Regions from separate parts of the Drosophila melanogaster genome. Here region 2 is linked to region 1. The links are chromatin contacts, called in public Hi-C maps. All regions are on one chromosome and are shown on one strand. The core of a region is the stretch at or near the end of the contact, and the rest is flanking DNA. Distances in the headings are between cores, read along the strand shown.

Region 1 (5,578 bases), core at 1,508-4,007:
GTGCGCCACAGGGCTGAACTGTTTCCAATCACCGCAATGCCTCGTTTATATCGCATTTTGTGCTGCCAACCAAATTCAATTAGACTTTGTGGTTGCGTGCCCGCAAAGACGATTTTCTGCCCAGTCTGCTGTAAAAATATATCAGCAAGTATTTCGCACAATCACGGGCAAAGGGTTGGTTATAAAATAATGACGTTAAGACACCGTGTCAGGGTTAAAATTTCAGGGTACAGTAAATGTAAATGTTAAAAATAAAATGGGGTGACACAAGAATATCTTTGCATATGACGAAACTTATATTAATCTCCGATAAGGATTGCCTGCTTATTAGTCATTCTTAAAGAAATAAATAAGTTATTATTTTAATATTTCAACATTGTCCAAAGAAACCTTAGAAAGCTGCAAAAATGTTTTCAAAGTAAATATTGAATACCAATCCTAATTGAATATAATTATTTGTTTTGTGGCAGGTGGGTTAACCGAATTCCGTAATTGCTTTTAATGCAGTTGTAAATAACATTTTTAGTACAAACAAATTAGTTACAACCTAAAGAACTTTTTGAATTAAATGGTGCTGCCACATCGGTTCAAGAAACCCGCTAACGTTGCCGTACCAACTTGTTCACGAATCGCGGTGACTGTCACAATTGGGTCACAAAAAAAACACTCCCATTAAAATGCGAAAATAAATAGTAAATAAAGCGAATCATGGACGAAGTGGACAAGATAATCATGCACCAGCTGCACCAGGTGGACGCGACCATCGAGCCGACGGATGAGCTGTCCGACTTCACCCCGGAACAGGTGGTGCGAGCAGTCTCCGGCTGTCTGGCGGAGATTCGTCCAGACTTGCAGCTTCCACGCACTCTCCCCGGCGGAGCGATGGCCCAGCGCTTCGGAGTGGCCAGCTCCTTGGCGCAGGGTTGCAAGGATAGCGGTTACCGAGGCGATATTGGTTATCAGACCTTTTTGTATCCCAATGCCGTGGAATTGCGGCGACTGCTAATGTTTCTCATCGAACAACTTCCGCGGGAGCGTCAAGGCACAGAGGACGGTGCCAGCAAGTCGCAAACCCTGAGCCACAGGCAACTCCTGGAGCGGAAGATCCGAAAGGAGCTCGCCCAACAACTGAAGACACCCTGGGTCCCACAGTTTGCCCGGTCCGTGGGCAATCGTAAATTACTCGGTTGCAGTAGCCTGGGCATTGAATTTCGACCAAACATCAATCTCAACATTCCATCCGCCAATCCCGAGGAGCGTTCCAAGGAGCAGCAGCAGTATCTCGACCAACAGGCACCCAATCTCTTCCAGCAAACATCCTCCACCTCGACGGATCTCATTGCCTCCGTGCTGCACAAGAATGAGCTGGACAGGTGGGGCCAGATATTGCCGGATTCAACACTTATCTTTGTGAGCAGCGAGGATCCAGCGCCGCCCCTGATTCCGACCGTAAAACCGCCCGCCAGTGCGGAGAAGGAGGAGGAGCCTTCACCCATCCAAGAACTGAGCGACCAAGTCCAGGAGTTGCGAGTCCAATGCGAAAACCTGCTAGCGGAACGCAAAGCACATGCTGTTGCCATTGCAGCTCTGAAACAGCGGGAAACTAAAGCGAGAGAGGAGATCAGTCGCATTCAGCCCACGCTTAAACTGCACGAACGCACCTCCTTGGTTCTCGCCGATTCCGAGGAAAACCTGGCCAAACTGGAGGCCCTGCTAAAATCCACGCAAAGCAAAAGGCTCACGCTTACCCAGCAGTGGCAGGATTACAGGAAACCGCTGCTGGAAAGCCTAGAGAAACTAAAGACCGCCAAGGAGGCTCAGGAGGTCCAGGGCATTCGCAACAGCATCGAGCAGCTGGAGCAGGAGCTTCTGGCCAAGACCCAACAGCACAACGAACTTAATGCCACCCTGCGTAGCGCCAGTCAGTCCTTGGCACCTCGCAAGGAGTACACCCGCAGGATACATGAATTCATCGGGAACATACGCAAGCAACGAGCGGATATCTACAAAGTTCTGGATGACACGCGACAACTCCAAAAGCAGCTTAATGTCGTGGGTGCCCAGTTGCAGCGCCAGTTCAACTACACGGACGACCTGCTCTTCCAGAGCGCCAAGCATGATCTCCACGCGAAGCGGGCCTACAAGCTACTGGCCCAACTGCACGCCAATTGCAATGAGCTGGTCGAGTGCGTCTCCCTCACGGGAAACGTGACCAAGCAGATCCGCGAACTTGAGGTCCAAATCGATGGGGAGAAACTGAAGAACGTGCTGACCAGTCTGCAGCAGATCACCGGCGATATCCAGAAGTTCGAGCAGCATATCCAGGAGCTCCAGGAGCAAATACGTGCCGTGGAGCAGACGAACGCAGGGAGTTAGTTACGCGGAATCACTTGTTTACCAGTGCCAATCACAATAAACGAATTGATGCACGCCAAGCGTTCATTTTATTAGTAAAAAATAAATGTTTTTCTTTAGTTGGTTTCAATGCTTTCTCACAGATAAATGTTCCATTTTTTTTTTAAATCCTTTATATTTTTTAATTGAAATAAATAGGAGCGTAACATATTTTTTGTTTCATAGAATATGGCATCTATAATTAAGAATATCTATAAGCTTTTACTTTTAAAGGGTATTAACACAGTCGTCTTTCGAAATCCCGTTTCACTTTGGTATTTTTCAGTTGTGCCTGGTACTTTTGGTATTTCTACTTTAGCCAGCTACGTTCACACTGGCCAACAGCCGCAACATTCGTATTTTTCGCAGTGTTTTGAAAGCCAAAGCTGAAGCCAAAAGCGCGTCGGCGGATCGCGTTCGTTTCGTTTTTACGTTGATTTACTTTCGTTTGTTTTTAGTTTGCGCGGCAACGAGTGAGTGACTGTCTTTGTGTGTGTGAGTGTTAAGTGTGTGCATTGCTTTTTACTCCTAGCTAAATTACCTACCACAAAAATGCAATAAACTAACAGCGAGAAAAAGCCGTGTTTCAAAATAAAACACTCGAGTGCGGTGTTGTTGTTGCTGATATTCCAGAACTTGTTTTTGGCCTAGAGTTTTGTGTTGTTGTAGCTGTAGTTTTTGGGTTCTTGCATGCGGCCGATAACAAGTTTAACCGGTGTGCGTGTGAGCCGCGCTTAAATGTGTGCATGTGTGCGTGCGCCTTCGCTGATGTGCGTGTGTGTGCGTGCGGCTCCTTCAACAAACTGTTGCTTCTTCGCTCTTCTTCTTATTGAAATTGAATTCCAATTAGAATTGCAGTACGCTGAAGGTCGAATTGGAGAGGAAGGGGCAAATAAAAAAAAATGCAGTAAAAGATAGTGGAAAATCGAATAGAATAAATCAATTAATTGGCCGGCCGGCTTTGCTTCTGCTACTTCTTCTTCCTCATTCTCATATTCGGGGTCAATCAACGTTCGCCAGCAACAACAACAACAACCACATTCTTTTGGAAGCGTTCTGGTTCACCTTTTTTTGTTTTTGTTAGTGACGTCTATTTCTAAAAATAGTCCAATGACAACATTCTTTGCATACGATCCAAACTTCCAGACTCATTAGAGTTTTGTTATTTTAAATTTTTTACCTTAGCTGTTATGGAAATCAGATTGCGAGTACAGTAAATACCAGTTTAAATACACCCACGCAGGCCCAATTTCCTTTTTAAATCTAACGACTTTACTTATCATAAATATGTGATAAATTTTAATTAAAGTAAATCACTTTCCAGTCATCCGGTTGGCAGTAAATATGGCAAACGTTTTCAATGTGATTAGTCTGATATCCGCCTAACAAAATTATGATTTTATGAGATAATCGAATTTTTAATATTTGGTTACATCGCTTATTAAAAAAATTTATTGTTGTAAAGAAAATATAGTAAAGGAATGGATTTAAATTAAAGTAAATTATTATTTTAAGTTAACTATTGTTGATTTATAAATTTAATAATCAACACAAATCGCTGACCATTGCATAAATACCATCGCTTCCAGCGGGAATTAAAAAAAGGCAAAAAAAATGCGAATCGAGGTGGCAAAAACAGTTTAACGCCAGCGACATTTTTCAACGGCTACGTAATAATTCGTAACAAATTCGCCGACTGATAAAGAGTTGTTATAAATTAAATTTACTTCGCAGCACGCAAGCTACCGCATAAATAGTGCAAAAAAAAAACCCGAAGAAATACCGAGGGAATAGAGTGCAACCAAACGAAAGCAATACGAATAGGTTTTCCCAGTGAGTTTTTCCAACTAGAACCTAGAACCTAGAACCCAAAGCCGCAAGTGCAATTCATAAGCGATAGCCAACCGACGGAGGCAGAAGATATAATTGCCATAATGACACCATCGCCGACCAAGGAACTCATGAGTGCCACACCGACGATTTCGCGTCGTCCGCGCGAGGAGTTCGCCGAGAAGGTGAGTTGGTATATAGTAAATATAGAAAGTATAGCTATAGATATAGATATAGGAGAGATATGGCCAAAGAGCAGGGCCGATCGATTTTGGCCCAAACTTCCTGTGTTTCCATTAATCGACCCCACAAATGTGTTACGTCGCCGTTCAGGCGGGAAAACACATAAACAAATTGGCCTTTTTGCCTTAAAGTCTTGCCTTGTTTGTTTGTCTGTGCCTTGTTCAATAAAATATATATGTACATACGTACTCGATCCGATTGTACTACCAACCACACACATGTGCTCGGCCAAATAAATATCGCTGTCATCGCTGTCTTCTGCGGGACTTCTTAGCCTTCTCTCGTAATCGTTTCACCTAAGTTCTATATTATGATTTCCGTTACTCCATCACCTTTGCCGCCATTTGTTTCCGTGCCAACCGATCGGGCCGCTTTACTTTTCCGCGTCTGTTCTTATTCTTGGCTCTGACTAATCGAATCGAAAATTGGCCCTGGCCTACGTAACGTGCTGAAATTTCATTGATAAGATATCGTTGGCAAGCCATAATCGCTGTTCTCAGCCGGTGCACAGATATTATGTGTTTTTTGTTTGTTTGTTAGTAAGTGCAAGATTGAATTTGGATGGCAAACGTTTGGTTTTAGAAAACTATCTTTCATTGTATGATACAAATAGTGGATAGGTTTTAAGCAGGATATTATTCTATCTCTATAAGCCAAGTCTGAGCCTTATCATCAGCAAATCATAGCTAATTTTGAAGACAATTTATGTGTAAATAAAATATTTATGCACCTTATTTGCATAAGTGCATAGCTTAAAAAACATAACTTATAACTTGTGCATTGACCTTAACACGTTCGTTTTAAAAAGCGTTACGAATAATAAGTTTGCTTCCTAAAAGGTTTAAATGTTTTAAATACGCATAAAAGTGGTTTGTTTTTGTAAGATACATTTTTAAATATTTGAATCTTTGCGATAATTGTATCTTTAAGCTATAGTTTAATAAATCTTACGAACAACGCAAATCAAATATTTGGCAAATGTTGTTATTTAGGCGAATGAAACTGTTTACAATTGGACAAAATAGATGACTTTAATACTTTTCATGCTGCTTTTGATAACTTAGTATTTTGCCTTTGTAAATTCTCCGATTCGTAATCATTGCGGCTGACG
Region 2 (5,578 bases), core at 1,629-4,128, 150 kb after region 1:
CATTAGAAGTTTCATAAAACTAAACAAATAAATACTTTTTCGCAGAACTGTAAACTTATCCGTTTTGATTTCGCAAAAATTAAAAATACTTGTATATTGTAGTTGTATAAAAGGTGTCAATAATATTGCGTTCCTAGAAAAGCGGACGTGGGTGTGTCCGCCAGTTAACCGTTAACAGAGCATCCCGCAATCACAGTACCATTCACACTCGCAGTCACAGCAACAGGAACCAAAGCCACAATCAGAGCCCACGCACAAGTTAAGCAAAAAGTGTCAAAAATAAACATTGTAAGCCGTATGCAGCAGCATACATAAGTAAATAGTGTAATAAATAATAATGAAATGAGAATTAAGCGCAAAGGCAACAAAAACAATGCGCCGCGCCAACAACAAAAAGTGTATGACATAATAATCACGAGAGCAGGCCGCGACCGCCGATTAGCAAGTCATGTGATTCGCTTTTATTTACATTTGCGCCTGACGTTGCCGCCGCCTTCCCCCGGCACGTACCCGTAAAAGTATACCAACGTACGCCTACGTCTGCGTGAGTGCGAACGAGAGGGCATCGCACACGACGCGATAACGAATGAAGCCGAGAACAATCCGATCGCTTTGTGGGCCGTAGAGGAGAGCCATGTAGTGCGTTGGGAGAGGTAGAGCATAGTGGGGCACAGTTATTTGCGCGCGCAGCTCGATCGATGGGTTTGGAGCCATGCGAGCGAAAGAAACGGCAATGGCCAAACATCAACGCACCTCCTCGCACACATGCACCCACCATGACTACCCAATATGCACTGCTGGGGGTGTTGGGTGATTTAGGGCTTGTTGTTGGTTTCTTCGTGGAGCTGGTTGTGATGCAGGCTATCGTTATCGATATAAGTACAGTGAAGCGCAGCAAGAACCATATTATTCGCCTGTGATAAATTATTAAATATAAATTTAAATCGCAAAAAATAGTAGAAAACTACAACATTTTACATTAACATTGTTTAGTTAAAAACAACAAAACCGACTCAATATAAATATGTATTTACTTTAATAAATCTGAATTTTTACCAGTTTTTAAAATGTAAGAAAAGAAGAATAATCCTTCTTAACTGCAAGCACCTGAAATAGGAATTTCTTTCAAAAACAGATCAGGTAGCTTTAAGAAGAACCCACTGTGGCTATAACAACAGAGGAACCAAGATAATGCGCCTCCTTTGTTACGTTTTCGAGGCAGCTGCAAACGCATCTTTGTAATCCCCTCAGATTTTGCTTTCACTGCCATTTCACTGTGGATTTGCGTCCTTTCATGTTGGCCAGACTGGCAGATTCTATCGAATAAGGCGGCAAGCGGCGTACGTGACGATGATTAGTGCATGCCGAATTTGTGTGCTGGGTTATCGTCCTCGTTTTACTCTTTGCCAATTTGCGTACGAAGCACGGGTGTAGGAGGAAGAGGAAGTGCAGGTGGTGCAAGAGAGAGGAACATGAGTGCCGGTGGAGGGGGCGGGGCGTATATGTATGTACATACATACATATGTATAGTGTGAAACGCATCATGAGAACGCCTTTTCGCACGTCTCTCTTTGTGTGAATGTATGTGCTTCCGAGTGATTTTGCAGCTGCACCTATTTTCCCCCTTTGTTGTGCGCGCATTTTATCGATACACTAATACCGGGTGTTAGGCAGTTTTGTTGTTAAAAAGATAAACACTTACCTTAGATAATTTCGCGAAGTTTGTTTTGTAGCTTTTGCGGACGACGAACTATTGCCAGCAGAGGCCGTGGCAGCGACGCCGGCAGAGGCGTGAGCTGTACGTGCCGGCAATGTTGTTGTAGTAGCTGATGTTGCTGTTCCTGTAGTTGCTGTTGTTGTTTGGCTATTAATTAGCGCTGCTGCTGCTGCGGACGCTGCGGTCAGCGTGGGCGCTGCCGCTAAATTCGCTGGTGTTGTTGGTGTTGCCGACGGAAAGAAGAGTTTATTCAATAGGGCCATAATAAGACACGATGTCCGCAATCTGTTAATAAACACATCTGGCCAATCGAAATCTCAGAATCGAAGATCGAATATTGAATTTATTTCTGATTTTGTGTGGAAATGGAAATAAAACACAGACACGCACGCACACAAACAAGGGCGCACTTTTCGCTTTCCTTGGAATGAGTGGTTGTTGCTGTTGTTGTTGGCGAAAGAGACGTCTACCGTTACACGCGCGCCTGCCAGAGCGAGATGGCGGATGCTGCACAATCAAAACCAAAACTTTCGCTTTGCACTTTTCTTTCTTGCACTGCTTCTGATCTATCTGATCTCTTCCTGTACACAAACACACACATACGCACTTGCAGTGGAATTTATTTGATTGAGCAAAAATAATATATGGCTATTTTTGTGTTATTTTCGCGAATCGGCTGCGGAAGCGACACAGGTTCTTTACCGTTCCACATCGAAATGAGAACCGAATATCGCTGGCGTCCGCTTTAAAAAGTTTGCAAGAGACGCGTCGCAGTCGTTAAATGTGTGTGAGTGAAAGAGAGGGAGAGCGGCAGCAGCGTTTAAAGAGCACCATCTGTGTTTGTTTGTTTGAGTGTGTGTAAATGGTTTTCTGTCGTTGCTACCAATGCGAGCTTCTTTTGGCCAATACACACTTTTTTGTTGTCATTTATCATTGACTTCCCACTTCCTGCCCACCTATTTCACCGTCTTTCTCTCGGTTCTCAGATCAAAGTCAAGTCACTTATTTTAATTGAACACTTTGCGGCTTTGTTTGCTCTCGCTCGAGGTGTTACACTCCGCTTTTTGGCCTGGCCCAAAGGTTAGTCTTTGGTCTTAACGCTTCGCGCTGACTGTTTGGCCTTTATTTACAATCACAAACACAAACAACACAAGAGCATTTTGCAACGCGAAGTTAGCTGCAGCTGCGCGCCAGTGTGTGCACGCCAAGTGGCAGAAGTATGAAGGCAGTTTTAGGGGATACTTTAAGTGTTGCCCCACCATTTGTCGTGCATTTAACGGAAATTCGAAAATTCTTGTTCTTGTGGTTCGTCAAAAGAAAAAAATGTTATTTCTGAAAACATATTTTAAAAAAACCTATCAGATGATGTTTACAATTCATATATTGTAGTGTCTACAGTTGTACTTTCTACAATTTTGAAAACCTTGCACCTCGAATTTAAACAAAATTTAATTTAAAAAAATTCTGGACGAATTTTTATTTAATTTTAAATTGTTGAACTTTATTTTTGTTGGCTTACATAAACATACTTCAAAATTTTTTAGGCCCACATGCGAAGGAATTGTGGGAAAATGGTTTCGACATGAATAGAATTCACCCTTTTTATAAATTCATACGATCTGGTTAGCGTGTGCTGTCCATCCTCATTCTCATCCTCTATATCCTCCATATCTCATTATTAGCTGTGTTTTACTTAACTTTAACTGGAACCGAGCGAAATTAGAAAAACATTCAAATCTTAAACATTAGCGCTAAATATTCGTTCGCCTAGGAATTCCGTTATTGAAAGGTTTTAAGAGATTTTGATCAAATAGAACATACATATACATATTAACCATATATAAATGTGGCGACTTTGAGTCGCCCTGGAGAAGCTTACGATAGTTACTTTCTCATCTTTTGTTTCTGTGTTTTCTTATGTTTTTAGGATCGTTAAACTGGTTGCTTGCATGCGTGCGTGTTTATGAATATAGTGTGTTTTCGTGTGAAAGTGTGTGAATAAGTCATGATTTTTCTGTATCCCTGTGCGAGAGCTACTGCATCCTCCTAGTCCTTGCAGGTGGACGTGTCCATTGGACTGGCTGGCTGGATAAAGGCCGTGGCCGCCGAGCTGGGCGGATTGGTTGGCGTAAACGCCGACAGTGAGGAGTTGCTGCTGCTGTTAACAAGATTGCCGCTGGACGAGTTGTTCAGGCTGATGTTCATCAAATTGGACGACGACGACGAAGCGCTGGAGTGGCTAGTGAGCTGGGCCAGCAGACCTCCACCTCCACCGCCGGCCAAGAAGGTGGCACTGCCGCCAGCCGAATTTGACGAGCCAAGGCTTAGGCGTTCGCCTCCCAGATTCGAGAGAAAGCCGCCAGCGGCATTCCCAGCTGATACGGACGCGGACGATGAGGAGCTGCCGGTTCCCAAAATGCCCAGCAGTGGGTTGGTTGAGGTCAGCACGTTCGGTGCGGAAGTGTTCAGGCCCAGCATGGGCGTTGGCAGTGCTGGCTTTATGAAGCGTTCGCTGGCACGACGATTCTGAAACGAAGAATTTTTAATTTTACAAATCTGGAAAGCAACATTTCACAATATCGTACTCACCACTAGCTGGCCGCAGGCATAGCAGCGGTTTTGCACCGCCGTGCCCGGACTTAGAGGTCGGCTACTCGAGGGACTGTGGGAGACGGGACTGCTGATGGTGCGTTGACGTTGGGCGCTCACCGCTGAAGCTGCGGCGGCGGCTGCTGCCGTCGCTACAGCGAACGAACCGCCTCCCATCAGGTTCTCGTTGTAGAAGCGTTCCTCGTCCATCTCCAGCGAGGATTCCGATTCGGAGAGGTGCCGGCATAGGGCTTCGCGGCGCTCCACCTCCTGCTTTAGCTTGCGCTGAAGGCGAGCGTTTTCCTCGCGAATCGACTTCTCTTCCTGCGCATACTGCTGTGTTTTGATAGTGGCTTCCTTCTGAGCGCTCGCCAGGTCGGAGCGATAGCGAAGCACTTCGGAGCGCAGAATCTGGATATGAGCACTCAAACTGGTGGCCGTATCGCCACCATTGGCATGGGCGTTGTTTGTGATGTCTCGCGGCGTAGTCGGATCGGAAACCGGCTGATCCAGCTTGATTTGCAGCGAACGCTTCTCGGTCTCCAGCTTGTCCATGCGCTTCCACAGCTTGTTTACAAGAGCTTCCTGTTCCTGCTCAAGCGTGTTCTCCAACTCGACCATTTCGCGGCGCAGCTGCTCGAGATTGGTCTGCTTGTTGTCCGTCTCCGCCTGGAGCTTCTCAATCTTGCGCATAAGCTTGTTGACGAGGCACTCCTGCTCCTGCTCAAGTGTCTGCTCCAGCTTGCACTTCTCCTGACGCAGCTGGTCGAGCTTCCGGGAGAGATCGTTGGTCAGACACTCCTCCTCGCGCTCGTAGTGGTGCGCCAGAGTCTCCTTCTCCTTTTTGAGGGCCTGAATCTTTTTTAGCAGCGTGTTTGAGATGTATTCTTCCTCCTGCTCGGCTTTGGCTTGCTGTGAAAGTAAACAAAGGTAAATTGAGGCAACTTTTGTGAAACTCAATTTCAATTTGATATAACATAAAAGTAGTACTAACAATGATGACTGAGGCTTGCTTGAGGCAGCGATTCTCCTCTTGCACCACTTTGCACTTGGTCTTGAAGGTATCCAGTTCGGCTTTCAGCACCCTAGAAGCGTAGAGTCATATTATTTGTGGTAAAAATGCATTTTAAAAATAGTGTCTGACTTACTTGTTCTGCTGGGTGAGCGATTCGATCCTCTTCTGGAGTTGCTCCCGGGAAACTGGGCTTGGTGGCAGCATGGTGCCACCGTCCAGCGAACTTTCGGATTCACAGGGACTTTCCATGCCTGCAA

What was found. A called contact is a pair of places that touch in the nucleus more often than the background predicts.
Region 2: a contact with region 1 is called in a Hi-C map of the Kc167 cell line, with 1.5 times the contacts expected there. A contact is called at or near these places in 13 of 107 Hi-C or Micro-C datasets (the D17-c3 cell line, the Kc167 cell line, the ML-DmBG3-c2 cell line and 8 more).

The regions. Positions count from the first base shown.
Region 1 is chr3L:16,862,538-16,868,115 of dm6, forward strand. Lmpt (Limpet) reads left to right here and starts at 2,758. Exons shown (of 10, transcript NM_206388.3): 1 at 2,758-2,867; 2 at 3,984-4,409. The coding sequence starts at 4,329. CG9951 reads left to right here and starts at 627. Exons shown (of 1, transcript NM_140672.3): 1 at 627-2,452. The coding sequence starts at 709. The coding sequence ends at 2,376.
Region 2 is chr3L:17,009,687-17,015,264 of dm6, forward strand. It overlaps CG3764, which reads right to left and starts at 2,879. Exons shown (of 7, transcript NM_001275048.1): 1 at 1,703-2,879. The coding sequence starts at 1,980. It overlaps CG6664, which reads right to left. Exons shown (of 5, transcript NM_168710.3): 2 at 5,455-5,572; 3 at 5,301-5,391; 4 at 4,307-5,218; 5 at 3,200-4,243. The coding sequence starts at 5,570. The coding sequence ends at 3,764.